Regions from separate parts of the Mus musculus genome. Here regions 1 and 3 are each linked to region 2. Evidence: chromatin contacts called from public promoter capture Hi-C data. All regions are on one chromosome and are shown on one strand. The core of a region is the stretch at or near the end of the contact, and the rest is flanking DNA. Distances in the headings are between cores, read along the strand shown. Region 1 holds the start of Csnk2a2 (casein kinase 2, alpha prime polypeptide). Region 2 holds the start of Nup93 (nucleoporin 93). Region 3 holds the start of Gins3 (GINS complex subunit 3 (Psf3 homolog)).

Region 1 (2,738 bases), core at 110-2,609, 1.3 Mb after region 2:
CAAGGAAAAGCATGGTAGGAGTCCTGTAGGAGATGCTTATTCTGGGATAGCTGGTTCTTTTGCCCTGTGGGGGGAAAGGTTACATGCCACCGTTGGCCACTCACCTTGAGAATTTTTACAACCACCCTCTCATTGTTGGTGATGTTAATGGCCTCAAATACTTCACTATACTTGCCCCGACCAAGTTTTCGAACCAGTTGGTAATCATCTTGATTACTGTGAAAGGCAAGAGATATACATAAATGCCAGGATTTGGGATTAAGCAAGCCTCTGTCCACCACACATCCATCCGCCATCTCCAACTAATCAAGCATTCGGAAGTATTCCTACCATCACACAGCAACTCATTCTCTTAAATGAGAGCCACACAGAAGCTTGGCTCCCTTCACTCTGCAGAGCTCCTAACCTAACTGACTCTTAACAAGAAGAGGAATGGGCAGCTACAAGGCCTCAGGAGCCATTAAGGGGACTAAGGGAAGCATCCCCCCTGGTGGTACTGGGGTGCCCTGCCCGTGGCTCCACGGCACCTGCCTCCCATTTCACACCTTCCAGGGGGCACTGCCCGCTCTAGACAATCTGCCCCTCTTCAAAATGACCCTCCCACCCAGCCTCATTTCAGAAAGTAAAGAGGTAGAGATTTCAACAGCTCAAGAGGACAGCCATGGACTTCCCAACCCATAGGAAGCCCAAAGTCTGAGGAGGAAGGGCCGCCCCCACCCCCGACCCCACGCTTCTCCCCACCGGCGGCTGAGCCGGGGACCGAGGCAGGGCGGACAGGAGAGGCCGGGGACACGTGCGGCCGGGGCCGGGCCTCCCTGCCAGCCCCGAGGCCGAGCGGCCGGCGGGTGCGGTTCGCGCGTGGGGCGGCCGGCGGCGGCTTTACCCCCAGCTCGGGACGTGGGCTTCGTAGTCCCAGTACTCGCGGCTCCTCAGGCTGTTCACCTCGGCGTAGACCCGGGCCCGACTGCCCGCGGCCGGGCCGGGCATGGCGGGCGGGACCGGGGGGCGCCGCGGGGCGCCGAGGGCGGCGGCGGCGCGGCGCGGGGCGCGGGGCGGCAGGCACGGGAAGCGGCGGGCCGCGGGCTGCCCAAGCAAGAGGAGGAGCGCGGCGGCGGCGGCGGGCGTCCGCGCCAGGCCGGGCCCGCGGGGGCGGGCGGACGGACGGACGCTCGGGCCGGGGGGCGCGGAAGGCGCCGGCCGAGCCGGCCCGGGGCCTTCGGCTGCCGGAGGGACGGCGGGGTTCGTGCTCCGCGGAGGCCTCCGCTCGGCTCGCGGCCCCCCAGAGGCGGTGGTGGCGGCAGCGGCAGCCACCGGTCGGGAGAGGGGCAGCGGCAGCGGCGGCGGCGGCGAAGAGGGAGGAGGAGGAGGCGGAGGAAACCCGGAAAAGGGGCCGCACTCGCCAGGAGCGGCCGCCGCCCAGCCCCGGCCCGCCCCGGCCCACAGCGCCCCCTACAGTGCGGGGGGACTATGGCCGGCGCCCGCCCCCTCAGCGAGCTCGCCACCCTCCAAGCAATGTGGCCGGCTGCCTGCCCAACTGCAGGCCACCCCCCAGAAGTCTCTACCTTTGACTGCCGCCGCGCTTAGCATAGTTCCACTGTCCAGTCACCTCGTGTCCACCCACCACGACCTCCCATATTGGCCCTGAGCTGACTTTCTTTGAAACCCAAGAACCCTCCCCTCAAACTGTCCCCCTTCCTCACTCCTCTTCCCACTCTGGACCCCACCCTGCCATCCACAGATCCCTTCCTTCAAGAGGAAAACCAAACTAGTCCTAAAGCTACCCTCGCCTCCCAATTCCCCATCCAGATTCCTCCCTGAGAGCCCACTGAGCCATCCTTTGGGCCACTTGCTTAAACCAGAGCCCACCAGATAGTTTCCCCATAAAGTTAACTGGGTTTTTCCCCCTTTGTATTGAACCTGTAATTTGTGGATCATACTTTGAGAATGTAAATATCCATTTTGTTTGTTTGTTTGTTTGGGAGGAGGGAGAGCTGGGGAGTGAGGACTTCTTGAACAGTCTTCTCTCTCATTGATGTCCTGGGGTCCCCGGCTATCTTGTTTTCCTGTTCATATTCTTTAACAACAAGGATCTCTTCTTCCAGCCCAGGTTGCTCTGACTCTAAACTCCCCCTCTCCCTCCCCCCCACACACTGTTTTCTAGATGAGGCCACGTTTCCTCTTTCTTCACATACCGAACTATCGAGGTTCAAGTCCCGGTTCCATAGTTTGCAAGGAATGCAGATTTGAACCAATGACTCAACGTCTCCGTGCTACAGATTTTGTAGCATCAACCCAGCACCGACTTCACAGAGCTGTACAGAGACTAAGGACTGCTCCATATTAAAACACTACATGTTCCCGCTGTTGTTAAACTCTACACCTTTCCTTCCCTGAGAATAGCGCATGCCCGTCTTTCAGTTTCTTCTTCTCTCTGAGCTTGGCCACGGGGTACCGCTGCCACCCCACAAATGACTGGCTTTCTTTTTCAAATCTCACCTTAGAGGCCACTTTCTCTGAAGTTGATACTTCTCTCAGCGACTCCTCCATGCCCTTCGTAAAACTACAGCTTGGCATGAGTCCTCTCCTGGTTTGCCATCTGTCCCCTCCCTGTGAAAACAATGTGAAGGCATGACTAGGGCTGGGTGATCACCACCAGGTCACTCAGTGTCTGCCGGGCAGGAGGCCTTCAGTCAACACAGTGCTCTTGGCCCACGGTTACCATGCTGGTTACAAAGGGG
Region 2 (2,700 bases), core at 107-2,606:
TACCACAAACATACACATGCAGGCAGAAAGAAGTTCTGTGCAGCTATAATGCTAATCATTGTGGGCATCTTTGTATGTTAATTGTATTTATGTTTTATAAGCATATAAGGCAAAGCTGACTAGAACACTTTATCAAACAGGCATCTACCAAACTAGAATTATTAATGGTGACAACCTTGCCTAGGCCTGTGTTCACATGGTCCTCATTAGGTCAGGACGGTGACCTTCATTGAAAGATTAGACATGTTCGAGACTGTGCAATCCAAAAAGTGCCTCTTTAACGATTACAGGCTATTACGGGAGCTAAAGCAATGGCTCAGCATACTGCTCTTGCAAAGGACTTTGGGTTTGGTTCCTAGTACCCATGCCGCCTCACAACCACCTGTAATCTTACTCCGGAGATCTGATGACCTCTTTTGGCCTCCTTGAGCACCAGGACACACACACACACACACACACACACACACACACACACACACACACACTCACACACGAGTGCTTACAGTTAGCCCCACACTCTTTTACATTTGTCAAAACCTCCTCCTATCCAGGTCTCTCCTCTCAGCAGCTGCTGAGACCTGCAGCTTGCCTGTCCTGTTATTTTTCTCTCAAACTCCCAACAAAATTGTTTTCATTCAGCGCCTGTTTTCAAATTTCTTTTACCCACTAGACTAAGAACCTCCTGAAGGGTTCTTGTATATCCCAGTGACACACTTTGTTCCCAACGCGGCCACACTGAAGTAATCTCTTTTCTTTGGGTATCACCACTGCTTTTTTCTGTAATTGGCCAACGGGGCAGGTGGCCAGCCTAGCTTGCTTGTTCAGGCTGCCAAAAGACAGCCTTTTCCCTTGAGAAACTCCAAAACATGTTTTTATCTTTCACCTTTCAGTTGGAATGACACCTTTCCTGGCCATCCGACCATTTTTCTTCAATTAGTTTGCTTTTCCGTTCTTAGCTCTCCTAATTACTGCTGCATTTATTCACTATATTTTGTTTCCCTGGCCAAGCTGAGAACTGCTTGAGGTCAGGGATCTTGTCTGCTGTGGAAGTCACCGTGTTCCCTGCACCTAGAACAGGCCCAGGCACTTGACTGAAGCTCTACACCGAGTGGCCGAGCTCTCTGGGTCTGCCCAGCATTGGGAACTGCGGAAATGCTTCCTCTAGGACTGTCAACTCCAACCACGTGGGCGGGAGCAGGGCGGAGCTCCTTGACTTACTTGTAGCGACAGCCCCGCCTCCGGCCCCGCCCCGCCCCCACGCCTGTGTCCTCTTGCGGGTCTCCATAAAGTTCATTTGGCGGCGCAACGCGCAGGGGCTTCTGGGAGCTTACTGCCTCAGCCAATCAGGAGGCGCGGGCGAGCGGCGCGAGAAGCGGCGGCGGCGGCGTAGTGAAGAAGCCGGCAGCGGGCGGCGACGGAGGCAGGTAAGGTGTGTGAGGTGTGGGCGCCCACGCGGCCCCGAGCCGACCCTGGGCCCGAGTTCGGGGCCTGGCCTTGAAGCAGAACACCGAGCCTAGTTCGAAGAGGCTCGTGCTTCCTCTCTTGCTGTAGCTGGGCATGCCGGCCGGCGACTGCTCGCCGAGTGCTGTGACTAGGCTCTTCCGAGCGTGGTCCTCCCCACTGGTGCTCTGTCGCCACGCCCACCCACGGCTGCCAGGCGTCACCCGGCCTGACTGCCCTCTTTGGGGCGTGGGGGCCGTTCTTCTAGAGAATGGCTCTTCCGGGTGAAGGGGCGGCCAGCGAACCCCTGTCAACTTTAATCTCCTTTTACGGAGAATCCGACAGGATGCTAATGATTGCCGCTTCGGTTGTCTCACCTGTTTCTGGGTACCCTGTATCCTGTCTTCTGTAAGGGATGCCCAAGTATATTGGGTCCCTTCTGAAAGAAAATCACAGCATGGGCGGCATGGTGTCGCTTTCAAAGCGAGTTGAAGCCAGCCTGATCTACATTAGACCCTGCCCCACCCCTACCCCCCTAGATGACTTTCAGTACAAGCAAAGGTCAGCGCTTTAGTAATAATAACAGTAATACTAATCATAGAAATAACAACAACAATAGTAATATAAGCTCCCTGTAGTGAGCTGTAAGGCTTTTAAATAACGTGACCCATACTTTCAATGTCTGTTACACCCCACATTCTCTCCCCACCCCCAACACCACCGCAGGACATGCTTTGACTTAAGGGCTTTGTTCTTGTGGTTGGATGTCTGTTTTGTCTGCTCTCTTTCTTGGAGTCTTCACTAGGGCCATTAGAATCTAAGCCTTTCCTCACTCTTCTTGTCTTCACTGCTTTTTTTTTTTCCCCTAAGCATTTAGGTTTTATTTGTCCTATGTATTGTTTGTCCTTCCCCGACCCCTGTAGAACATGAGTGCCTACCTAGTACTTAAGTTTGGTACACAATAAAGTAGGTGCTCAATAAATATCAAATAAATGAATGTTACTGATATTATAGGCTTGTGGTGAATGAGACAGGCTTCTTTCTTGGGAAGACATCACACACATAAGCAATAAACATAAATATTAAAACCATGAGACTTGAACTGTTGGAGCTGTGGTGAACTTGGGTTCTTCTCCCTCCCTCCCTCCCTCCCTCCCTCCCTCCCTCCTCTCTTCCTCTCATTTGTGTGTTCTTGTGTGTCTTTTATGTATGTGGATATTTCTGTGGAGGCCAGAAGAGAGTGTCTGATTCCTTGGAGCT
Region 3 (2,700 bases), core at 132-2,631, 1.4 Mb after region 2:
TACATGCAGAAAATTGCCAGTAGTTACAGGACATGCCTAGCTCACACCCTGGGTCTGCTTCTGACCCGCTCTTGTCAACAAGCACATTAGTCATAATTGTTTTAGAGATAAGGCCTTGCCCTATAACCTGGTCTTGTTTCGACCCTGAGATCCTGTTGCCTTGGCTTCCCCAGTCCAGGGATTCTAGGCATGTGCCAGCATGCTTGACATTATTGCAACTTTTTAAAGTAGCTGTCTGGAATAAAATGTCTTAAACTGACTAGAGCAATGGTTGTTAAAAGAAGAGGAATAAAAAGTAAAGAAAGTGGTGTAAATACTTCAAGCATTCATGTGATACAAGTGTTTTTGGCAAGAAAAAGCAAGTGACTATTGCTTAGCATATGTAAAGTTCTAGTCCATATTTAGAAGGCTATTGCTTAAATGTAGTGAATTATGTAAATACATTAACAAATTATTTCATTCAAAACTAAAAAGGAATACAAAAGATGAAAGGCATGCTCGCCCCCTTTCCTGTGTTGCTCACAAACCACTACCTCAGGAATGCCCTCCTACAGTAGGTAAATTCGGTAGCAAATCTCGCAACAATCTGCCTCAACCTGTATTCATGTATGTACCGCCAAATCTAGGACCAAGCAACCAAGCAACCGTGGTCTTTCCTTTGTTCTCAGGTACTCTACCTGTGATCGCATTTGATATAGGAGCTCCCGCTTGCAGAGTGGCTGTGAAAAGACTAGGAAACTGGTCTAGTTTCCTCTTTCAGGAACCCAAACTGATCACCACACGAGGACTTTGCCAGTTGACAGTAGAGCAAGGCCCTGAACTTCAGATCTTCCAGCCATATATAAATCTACCACTCCATCTAGACTCCCACCCCACCTGAACCTACACCCGGCCAAAATACTACAAATAATTTGTAACTTAGCACACAGTTAAACATTTGGACTAGTGCTTGCGTTTTAGTTTCTTCTGTTGTTTTCAAAGACAATAATTAACCTACCAGTGAAAATGCAATAAAAGCGGGATTAATGAGGGCTGGAATACATAGTGTAAAATGATATTACTTGAATCCCCAAAGATGTTTTTAAATTCTATGTGTGTATTTAAAGGCTGCATGAACACAGTTCCGTTAGTACAGACACATGCTGTCCCTTCAATGATGTTCAAGCTTCATATACCTTCCCCAGCCTAGTCTACAAGCTGCAGGAGGACTTCCGGCCGACTCATCCAGGGCTTCCGCATTGGGCGGGGACACTGGACCCAATCTGTGACCTTATTGATTGCTTTTGCCTGAGCGGCCGCAGGCTCGCCGAAATCGACTGCTCGGGTCTGGCGAGTGCGGCGCGGGAAAGCGAGTTTGAAGCCGGCCCTAGTTCGCTGAGGTGGCGCGCCCTCCTCATCCCTGACTGTGCTGCGAGCTGCCATGTCCGAGGCGTATTTCCCAGTGGAGTCGGGCGCTCTGGGGCCGGAGGAGAACTTCCTGTCTTTGGACGACATCCTGATGTCGCAGGAGAAGCTGCCGGTGCGGGTCGAGACGCCCATGCCGCGCCTGGGAGCCTTCTTCCTGGAGCGGGGCGCGGGCTCCGAGCCGGACCATCCGCTCCCTCAGGTGAGGCGAGCCCGGCCGGGGCAGAGGTTTCCAAGATCTGGAGGCGGTGGGAGTCCTCGGGGGTCCCGGGAAGCTGCACAGCACTCGGAGGACTCTCCCGCCACCGATCTTAGTCTTCAAACTTTCCAAAGTCATTGGCTTTGGCTCCAGCCCATCATCTCAGGGTCTCTTGGTTCTATTCATGGTTTCCATAAAACTTATTTGAAGTTTCGAAGTCTGGGAACTGCAGATTGTCATGCGCACTCGGCACAATTATGACAGTGTCTGCAGCCTGTTTCCGAGGACCGACTGTCCATCAGGGGATGGGAGTCTGTGATGGGGGGATAAATTGTCATCTTCTCGCTTAGGCAATTCTACAAAGAGTGAGTACCTCAGCCAGGGTTCCACAGTAAGTCCGTGCTGGCTTAACCAAGGCAGTCCTCGGTAAAAGGTTGCTCATAACAATTTTCAGTGTCGCACTGAAAAATGGCAACTGCAGCTTCCCGTATTAAGCCTTTTGCCCTCCCATAAACCTAACAAAAGCTGGGTTAACAAAGCCAGGGTCCTCCAGTAAATGGTGAACTGGGATTCGAACCTTGGACTCTATGGCTTCAAGTACGAGTTTGTCCCAAGAGCGTAACTTGCAATGGTTACTTTCATTTCCCGTTAGGTCCTTTAAGTTTTGTTTGGAAGGGTATCAATTTTGTCTCTGTCTATTTCTAGGTACTTTTTCTCAAAGTAAAACACCACATTTTTACTTTTTCAACAACAGAAAGGCTCATTTTTGCTCCCTGGGCTGCTTCTCAACCTCACAGTCCTTTGTAAGTCGACTCTTCAGAGTCGACCGCCATGTTTTTGAAGAATATTCCAGGACTGGGGGTGAATCCTGGAGCGTTTCACATGCCAGGCAAGCATGCTACCACAGAGTTCTACCCCAAATGTCAACTTATTGGCTCCCCATTGTCATAGAGAAAGATTTAGGAGTCTTTTGTTTTTGTTTTTTTAATGTTTTTGAGACAGAGTTTCTCTGTGTAGCCTTGGCTGACATAAACTGGCTCTGTATACCAAGCTGGCCTCAGACTCAGCAATCCTTTTGCCTCTGCCTCCCTGATGCT

What was found. Promoter capture Hi-C pulls out the DNA fragments that hold promoters and counts their contacts. Capture Hi-C pulls out chosen DNA fragments and counts their contacts.
Region 1: a promoter capture Hi-C map of liver shows a contact between it and region 2, with 4 times the contacts expected there. The contact joins the promoter of Csnk2a2 here to the promoter of Nup93 in region 2. A contact is called at or near these places in 2 of 39 promoter capture datasets (hematopoietic stem and progenitor cells and pre-B cells), 1 of 484 Hi-C or Micro-C datasets (B cells) and 1 of 9 other capture datasets (liver).
Region 3: a contact with region 2 is called in a promoter capture Hi-C map of pre-B cells, with 3 times the contacts expected there. The contact joins the promoter of Gins3 here to the promoter of Nup93 in region 2. A contact is called at or near these places in 2 of 39 promoter capture datasets (liver and pre-B cells).

The regions. Positions count from the first base shown.
Region 1 is chr8:95,487,461-95,490,198 of GRCm38.p6, forward strand. It overlaps Csnk2a2 (casein kinase 2, alpha prime polypeptide), which reads right to left and starts at 1,360. Exons shown (of 12, transcript NM_009974.3): 1 at 884-1,360; 2 at 105-216. The coding sequence starts at 987.
Region 2 is chr8:94,213,208-94,215,907 of GRCm38.p6, forward strand. It overlaps Nup93 (nucleoporin 93), which reads left to right and starts at 1,357. Exons shown (of 22, transcript NM_001357266.1): 1 at 1,357-1,424.
Region 3 is chr8:95,632,178-95,634,877 of GRCm38.p6, forward strand. It overlaps Gins3 (GINS complex subunit 3 (Psf3 homolog)), which reads left to right and starts at 1,382. Exons shown (of 3, transcript NM_030198.3): 1 at 1,382-1,606. The coding sequence starts at 1,421.